Linked DNA regions of Mus musculus: region 1 is linked to region 2. Evidence: chromatin contacts called from public HiChIP or PLAC-seq data. All regions are on one chromosome and are shown on one strand. Each heading gives the region's core, a stretch centred on a gene start, on an enhancer-like site or on the middle of the called end of the contact. The rest is flanking DNA. Distances are from core to core; before and after follow the strand shown.

Evidence for each region. HiChIP or PLAC-seq counts read pairs in DNA pulled down with a chosen protein or histone mark.
Region 1: an H3K27ac HiChIP or PLAC-seq map of epiblast stem cells shows a contact between it and region 2. The contact joins the promoter of Arhgap19 here to the enhancer-like site in region 2. A contact is called at or near these places in 1 of 39 promoter capture datasets (macrophages), 5 of 484 Hi-C or Micro-C datasets (B cells, bone marrow-derived macrophages, cumulus cells and 2 more), 7 of 115 datasets of contacts at active chromatin or transcription factors (the SCID.adh cell line, effector CD8 T cells, embryonic stem cells and 3 more) and 2 of 9 other capture datasets (adipose tissue and pancreatic islet).

The regions. Positions count from the first base shown.
Region 1 is chr19:41,800,736-41,805,074 of GRCm38.p6, forward strand. It overlaps Arhgap19 (Rho GTPase activating protein 19), which reads right to left and starts at 1,349. Exons shown (of 12, transcript NM_027667.3): 1 at 1,237-1,349. The coding sequence starts at 1,292.
Region 2 is chr19:41,765,404-41,769,806 of GRCm38.p6, forward strand. Arhgap19 (Rho GTPase activating protein 19) reads right to left here. Exons shown (of 12, transcript NM_027667.3): 12 at 1,185-4,403. Among named protein-coding and RNA genes, the nearest start is that of Gm19424, 21 kb to the left of the region's middle. Within about 2 kb of position 1,483, at least 36 of the 459 cell types and tissues checked have an H3K27ac peak or open chromatin away from gene starts, as enhancers often do. A contact at or near this core is called in the SCID.adh cell line, embryonic stem cells, epiblast stem cells and 2 more, where this site is marked.

The DNA.
Region 1 (4,339 bases), core at 99-2,598, 35 kb after region 2:
ATAAATAAATAAATAAGCCTCACAAGAACCCCCAGACTAATCCCCTGCAATATGCAATTGACAAGTACACGGGTAGCTGAAACGAGACTGGGAGTTCCAGTCCAGCCGAGGTACTTAGCAAGAACCTGTCTCAGTAACGACAATAGAGGGTTTCAGATTCAGAGAAAACTGTGTTGGTCAGATAGTTAACAGTTTCAAATTTTACATTCAGTTGACAGCAGCCTCAAGGAAGAATTCTAAGTCCTCTTGCTGTAGAACAGTATTTCATTTGTCCTCATTTTCATTACAATTCAGGATTTTCGAGTCGGAGGAGAGATAATCTAATGACATTTATCAACCCACGGGCACAGTTCCCGGGAGAAATAAAAGGTCAAAGAGTGGAAAACTCCTCCATACAAAACAGTAACAATACCCACACAAGCCCATCAGGGCTCAGGAAAAATCAGGCTCACAAACTCGGTTTCCCAAAATTCTTGGTTCTTCTGTTCTGTACTAACTCCGTACCAAAGCATAGCATTGATCATACTCTCTGACAATGTAAGTAATCTCATTCTATTGGAGTGTGTCAGACTCCAAATATTTGTTTGTAATCGGTTAAGAAAGGCTCGACTTTATGACAGGGACAGTACTCGTTCCAGAAAGAAGAAATGAGATCACAATTTCAAGGAAACATAAAAATCTATCGTATTTTGAAGTGTTTGCCAGGATGGGTGCTATGCGCTTTAAATAGGTTGTGTCATCCCGTCCAGGTTCTGAAATAAGTATCGTTATGTTTATTTACAGAAGAAGGCTGAAGCCGAGAAAGGTCAGCCAGCTTAGGGGACAAAAATCCCTTTTAACCATCACTCAAGTCGCGGCTCTGAGTAAAGCGCAGAGGCTGTCACGAAGGACATTTAAAGCTCCCGGGGCGTTGTGGGATTCTCTAAACCGCTCTGGGCTTCAGTTGCCACTCAAAACGCTCGGCGCCAGGGCAGACACCATGACCGTGGCCCGGGGGTCTGCAGCCAGAGCGTCGGGAGGGCTCCACACACGGCCGTGGGACTCGCGGAGAGCAGCGCAGCGGGAAGCACGGACCGCAAAGACCCGCCTCAGCCCCCGCAGGCGCGTCGGCGTAGACACCACGGGAGAGAGGAACAAAGCCCGGGCCTGTGGACCACGGTGACTCAAGGGCAGGGCGGCGACATCGCTAGCCCACAGTCCCGTCTCCTAGGCAGCAGGACGGAAAACTTGGCTCACCTCCGGCCAGAGTCGCAGACCGGCGCCTCCCCTCCACTCGGCGCCTCAGCCGCCATCTTCCGCGGCAGCTTGGTCTGCAGCCCCGCCTCAGGCACCGCCCCTTAGCCCTTAGATTGGCTAGGATGGTTTTCTAAGTCCTGTACGATTGGACGAACCTATGGCCCCGCCTAAATAAGAACCGTTCCATGCTACTATTGGTCTATTCAAATATCTAACTGTCATTGGTAGCACAGAACCAACGAAAGGGCAGGAGAAACACCTGCCCGAGGCCTACCGGGAGATGTAGTTTCTCGTTTTGATTAACCCATGTAGTTCCGCGGATCAAGTCACAAATTCCTGGCTGCGCTCCCCTCCCCGCTAGGTAAATCTCTGAGTTACAAAACTGTCGGTTTTTAAAGTCACTTGAAGAGAAAAGGTTCTTGAGGCCCTGCCCATCCCCCAGTTCGGTAGGCAGTTAACGGTTGCTAGGGAAAAGGGCTCATCACCCCTCACTCACTTAAACCCCCATTCACCCCACCCCCAAGATCCATAGGCTTAGTAAAAGGGAAGAAAAGGCATTTTCTTCAATGGTATATAATCAGTGGTAAATTGCATACGTTCCTGTAAGCTACCCTAAGTAAACTCTTGTGTGTGTATATATGTATGTGTGTATGTATGTATGTATTTATGTATGAATGTATGTATGTGTGTGTGTATGTATGCAGGGGCTGATCTTCAGGGTACATATTTGGGGGAGGGGGAAAGTCAGTATAAAGACACCAAAAGCACTGGCTAGAATAGAGAGGCAAATTTTGGGTCATCCAAACAAGCCTCCTTGGGTGACTTCAGGCCAACAAGAAAATGTGACTAAGCCAGGCAGTGGTGGCGTATACCTTTAATCCCAGCACTTGGGAGGCAGAGGCAGGTGGAAAAAAAAAAAAAAAAAAAAAAAACATGGTATTGATATATGAAATTCACAATTAACAATAAGGGGCAGCTAGAGATGGTTCCGTGGTTCTAAGAACACTTGCTGCTTTTCCTGAAGACTAGAGTTTGATTCCCTGCATTGAAAGGTTCACAAGGGCCAGACAGTGAGTCCAGTTCCAAAGGACTGATTGCCTTCCTATAGCCTCCAGAGCTGGCCTCCGGGGCACATGCGCACAGATGCACAGAGACACATAAAATCTTTTCTAAAAGCAAAAAATATAGATGGTAGAGAGTAAAAAGTGAAGGGAAAGAACATTGTGACCCTGACTTGACCCCCAGACCAGGCAACCTTGACCCTATCTTGACCCCAAGCTCAAAATCAGGGCCAAGAAACAGAATCCCACCAATCCCTGAGCACAAAATTCCCACCAACCCCTAGAATTGCCCCAAAATCAGGCCACAAAAATCCCACCACTCCCTCCCTGGACACCCTGGAAAGCTCTGTCTTCATCGCCTGTCCCGCCCCACCAAGAAACCCTATACAAAACCCGCTGAGCTTCTGCCGCTTTTCACCCCAGCAGAGGCCGCCACCCTCCGCGGGTTTCCCCTTGCAGTAAGTTTCCTGTGTGAGGTTGGTTGTATGCTGGGTGGGACTTTGTGGTATTCCTTGGCTCAGGACTGCCAGAGTATCTCTGAGCAGAGCTATAACACTTTCACTGGGGACATCTCCCCCTGCTGGAGCAGAGATGGTGTTACACTTGCATTGGGGGAAACAACCCTCCCCCACCCTAACCCCTCCACCCCTAACCCCCACCCCATTTCCATCCCCAAAGGTAATGGGGAAGCCTTTCCCTTCAGAACTATAACACATACTGAAGGTATCTGAAGAATGAATCATGAGATTGTGCTCTGGCTTCCACACATGTACTCACATTCATGCGTATACTCATGAATAGGCCTACACACATGCACACTAATAAAATAAGTTACTCTCTGAAACACAAGACTGAGGTGAGGCAGGGAATGTCAGCCAAGAAGAGCTGGTCCCAAGTCCTTGTTTGTTTGTTTGTTTTAAAGATTTGTTTGTTTGTTTGTTTTTGTGTATGAGTATATCCTTGACCCCAGAAGAGGGCATCTGACCCTATTACAGATGGCTGTGAGCCACCATGTGGTTGCTGGGAATTGAACTCAAGACCTCTGGAAGAGCAGTCAATGCTCTTAACCACTGAGCCATCTCTCCAGCCCCTGGTCCCATGTCTTAAACCAACATCATAACTAAAACTTTCAGGGGAGAAGTTGGGAAGGTCTATATGGAATGCATACAGACCTTTTTCTTGTTATTCCCTAAACAATGCATTTTAAAAGCTATTTATGTAGCATTAGCTGTTATAACCTAGGCATGACTTAAAGTGTATAGAAGGAATGAGTAGGTTTTAAGCAAAAAACTATGTCTTATTTCTGGTTATTATTGCTGTGATAAAACATCATGCATCCTGGGGTTGATTTTTTGGTTTACAGTTTATTGGGCTTACAGTTCCACATCACAGTTCATCATTGAAGGATTTCAGGACAGGAACTCAAACAGAGGAGAAACCTGGAGTTACAAGCTGATGCAGAGGCCATGGAGGGGTGCTGCTTACTGGCTTGCTCTCCACGGCTTGCTCAGCCTGCTTTCTTACAGAATCCAGGACCACCAGCCTAGGGGTGGCACAACCCATAATAGCCTAGTCCCTTCCACATCAATCACTAACTAAGAAAATGCCTTACAGGCCTGCCCATAGCCAGATCCTATGAAGGCATTTTCTTAGTTGAGGCTCCCTCCTCCTTAATGACTCTAACTTGTGTCAAGCTAAGCATACAATAAGTGTGCACACATGAGTTCATCCTATACGAGGGACTTGAGTATCAGGGGTCTGGGTGTCCTTGAGGCATCAGTCATAGGCACCCAGGAACAACTGCACTCACTGTACACAACGGTGTAAATCTTGGAATGGAAATTTGCATGGCTTTGTGCCTAACTAAGCATTAATCTTCCATGGTAGAAGTAGCCAGAATGCTCTTGTCCTCAAAGGCAAGTACTAGTACTAAGGCAGCCTACATGAGAGGTCATGGGAAATTGTTTTCTGTATTTCTTTTTTTGTTAAGATTTATTTATTTTATGTCTGTGAGTACACTGTAGCTGTACAGATGGTTGTGA
Region 2 (4,403 bases), core at 233-2,732:
AAAACTGTATAATGGTGCACTGCTCAGAATGAATTCTTATTTTGGTTTTAGTTTGTTTGGCCTTGTTTTGTTTGTTTGTTTGTTTGTTTTGTTTTGTTTTTTTCTGATACGGGGTTTCTCTGTGTAGCCTTGGCTGTCCTGGAACTACCTCTGTACACCAGACTGGCCTCGAACTCACAAAGATTAGTCAGCCTCTGCCTCCCCACCACCCAGCTCTTAGAATGTATTCTTGTCAATAAACAATGCACACCTATTTCATATTACACTTTTATCTCAGGCTATTTCTGCCCCCTCTGAGCCACTGCCATAGATTCTGATCATAAAATGTGATAACGTCAACTGTCTCGAGGACAGATGTGTCCAGAGTGCCCCAGCTGTGCCCATGTGGATACCTGAAGTCTTCCAAGTTCCTCTGCACTAGCTCTTTCAGCACACTGGCCCTGGACTCGTCACTCACTAGCTCTTTCAGCACACTCCTCTGGCCTATGATGGCTTCCTTTCTTTCTCTTCTGCCCACAGATTTGGTTTGACTGAATTCATTGTTCCTTAATATCAAGCCACAAAGCATAAAAACAACCTAAAAGGGAGTTGGGTGTCCTTTGTAAAACAGAGCCTGTTGGGGGCACATAGCCCAAGAGCTACTTCCACTCAATATGGAATAACTCAGAGCAAGTCAGCAACTTAGACAACCTGCACTCCTCAAGGAGTGGGGCCACCTACCCTGGGGCTCAAAGCTGTTGTTTTAGTTGTGGTTGTTTTGGTTTTTGAGACAAGATCTCTCTAAACAGCCCTAGCCTCCCTGGAACTCCATATGTATAGAGCAGGCTGGCCTTGAACTCACATAGATCCACTGCCTCTGCTTCCCAAGTGCTAAGATTAAAGATGTTATGCTACCATGCCCAGCCTCGGCCTTGTTTTGTTTTGAAAGAATCTTGTTTATGTCTAGGCTGGCCTCAACTCGTCCCTAGTATTCTGCCTCCCACGTACTAGGATTAGAGATGTGTGCTACCTCATCTAAGTAAATTTCCATCAGCCAAAGCCTCACTCATCCTGAACCCACCCACATCCCCTCCCTCCATTAGAAAACCCAGGACGAGCCCTTTGTAGAGTATCAAGTTCCTTAGGACAGGAAGCTACCTCTCTTCAAAGCAACGTGAGCCAAGAGACCAGTCAGAACCCACAGATATGAAACAGAAAAAATTTAATTCAGAATATTACATGAATATAAAAGACAATATATATGATTGTTTCTTTACAATTACATATATATATGCAAAATAATAAAAAATAACAAATAGGTACAACCTTCTCCTAAGAAACCTTTTGGGGGTCGAGTGAGCAAGCAAATGAGCGAGCGAGCACACAGAGCGTGCACAGGCACGCCTTGCTGAAAGGCCTTGGGTGAGAGCACTCCTTCTCTATAGCCTCTGGACCAAGCATGTCAGGGGCATGCTCAAAAGCTCTTCAGCATGGGCTGTGGCCTCAGGAACTCCAGTTTCCATGGTGACAAAGCACTCAGGTTATTATTTATCCTCCATCTCCTCACTGCCCTACCTCCACACAGCTTTCAGCACTGGCTGCCTAGTAAAGCCAGCTTTTTGACAGGGAGTCTGACATCAGGCTACCAGGACTAAGGTCACTCAAAACCTTCATCTTAGGAAGCCAGATTCTCTGCAAACTCTGGGACAGTCCTGCTGGTTTAGATCTGGACCCTCACTTCAGTCTGAAGACTTTAGAGTGTAGGAGAGCAGGGATGATGCTGTCTCCAGAGGAAAGGATGTCACAGAAAAGAGACCTCAGCACACAACCTGCCAGTCAGCATCCTGTGCTGCCTCATCCCCCAGGGTGTTTCCTCATCACTCCTGACTGACTCTGGGAGGACCTTCAGAGTATAGCACATGCTGTGTGGAGGGACCACTGTGGGTTCCCTCAGGCCCCATCAGCTGTGCTTCTAGAATGTTCCAGCACTTGGTTCTAACCAATACTGTCTCCCACCTGTGCCCTACACAGTGCATGTGACATGGGGAATGGGGGGACAGGGCGGGGGCGGGTTCAAACCTGATCACTGGTCTCAGTGAGAAAATCCACTTCTGTGGAACGTCAGAGAAAGGGCCCACAGCCTCTATTCATTTACCTAGTGCAGATACAGATCAGATAGGATCTGTCTCTTCATAGTTGGCAACAATAACCACCAGATGACACTTTGACACAACATCAAAGCCTATGACGATTAACCCAGAAAGAAAAGAAAGGTTCTGTCACAAAGACTACGCCAACATGGAAAATAAATATAATAAAAACCCTTAAGACACAGGTCAGCTAGGCAGTGACTACACTCACGCCTTTAATCCCAGCCCTGGGGAGGCAGAGGCAGGAAAACTCTGAGTTCGAGGCCAGCCTGGTCTACAGAGTGAGTTCCAGGACAGCCAGGACCACAGAGAAACCCTGTCTCAAACAAACATTAGTTAAAAACATTAGTTAAATACTGGCTCAAAACAGCAACTGTACGCCTTGTCAGAAGGACGGCAGCAACCTTCTGTGACGACGATGGAGCTTCTGTCTGCGTTTCCAAGAAGATACCACAGGTTACAAAGCCACATGTTACAAGACTCAAAAGGTTATGCTTTTCCTCAAGTCTATTCTGCACTGGATCACAGCTTCTACAAGAAAAAATGACCTAAAATACCCTTACAGCAAGTAATGACTATCCAATAAATAAATGAAATCCACATTCCCAAATGCACGTGGTAACTCACTGCCCAAGAGGCCAGCCACAGAGAGCAAGCGCATGGGGCACCTCTCTCTCACCCAGACCATCCCTGGGCATCGCTTCCCTCTACCCACACTAGGCTCCTCAGTCCCGCGCTCTCTCTTTCTTGCTCACAGAGTGTGTAACTCCTGGCTGCATCAAGGCACTGCTTGGCTTGCATCCCTGCATAGTGCTACATTCCAGCATGGTGGGGTACACTGAAAGCAGGCTCCATGCTGAGGAGAACATCTCTGATTTGCTAACACAAAGGAGGTTTCTGTTTGACCTCACTATATACCTGGCATAAGAAATATATTTCAAAAAGAAAAGAACCTTTTTCTTAGTAACAACATCACCAGAAAGAGTCAGAAACCTAGACAAATGAATTTGCTAATAAAGATCCTTAAGGATGACCTAAAACTGCTTTAGAGAATGGAACTTAAAATCCACTATAGATCACACACCTCCATGCTCCCAAACTATCCAGCTAGAAGGGAAAACATCACATTTCCTTCAGCACTGCTGTTACAGCAATGAAACAGTGTAGGATGGAAGAGAGGGCCGACAGATAGACAACATCAGCCTTCATCTCAACAATAACACAAGTTCAACTGTCTATCATCAGTGTGGAACCGTATTTTGCTGGGTATCTGGTTCCCCACAGTAGGGTGAGCATGGTTTCACAGTTAGTTCCACAGAGCCAGGCCCATACCTCAGCATCCGCAACTGCCACCTGCGGCTCAGGAGACAGTGGCTCTCCACGCTCCACCACTTCCTGTACCCATCCAGACAAGGAGATGGGCAGGAAGCAACTGTTCTAGACTACGGGGACACATAACAACTGCTCCCTCTGGGGACCCTGCAGAGACTGCCACTCGTGCCTTTCCTGATGCCAACCTGCTCTCAGGAGACAGGTGAGCAGCACATTTGATCCCTAGGAATGAGTGACAGCATCCTACCCAAGCCAACCAGCCCCTCGGCCTGCTTCTGTTTTCACCACATGCACACTGCAGCAAGCTCCTCTAAGTAGCAGATCATGACATTTCCAAAGTGACAGTAACCAGGCACAGAGTGTATCAGTGGCACCAGCCATGTTCTAGGTGAGAGGATGATAATGAAAGAAGCAAGGTAACAACCACACAGCCATCTCACATCACAAAGGTAACAACCACACAGCCATCTCACATCACCAAGGTAACAACCACACAGCCATCTCACATCACCAAGGTAACAAACACACAGCCATCTCACATCACCAAGGTAACAACCACACAGCCATCTCACATCACCAAGGTAACAACCACACAGCCATCTCACATCACCAAGGTAACAACCACACAGCCATCTCACATCATAAGGGGAAGACAGGGGTATGGGGTGCAGCTTAATAACTGAGATGTGTTAAATACACTGTACTGACCTCTTTCTCATTGCCAGGTCAAGTCCTCTATATTAGACACAAGAAATAATAGATTGTCTAGGAAAGCTGTAAGTTCTTTGAACACAAAGATAAAGAGATTACTCAAGCTTAAAATAAAAAGGGGTCAAAAGCATTTAACTTGTAATTCGCTTAATTATCAAAATAATGGCTTCTAAAACAAGCAGTTACTGACACAGAGGAAAGCCTCAAATACCAGTTGGAAATAATAATACT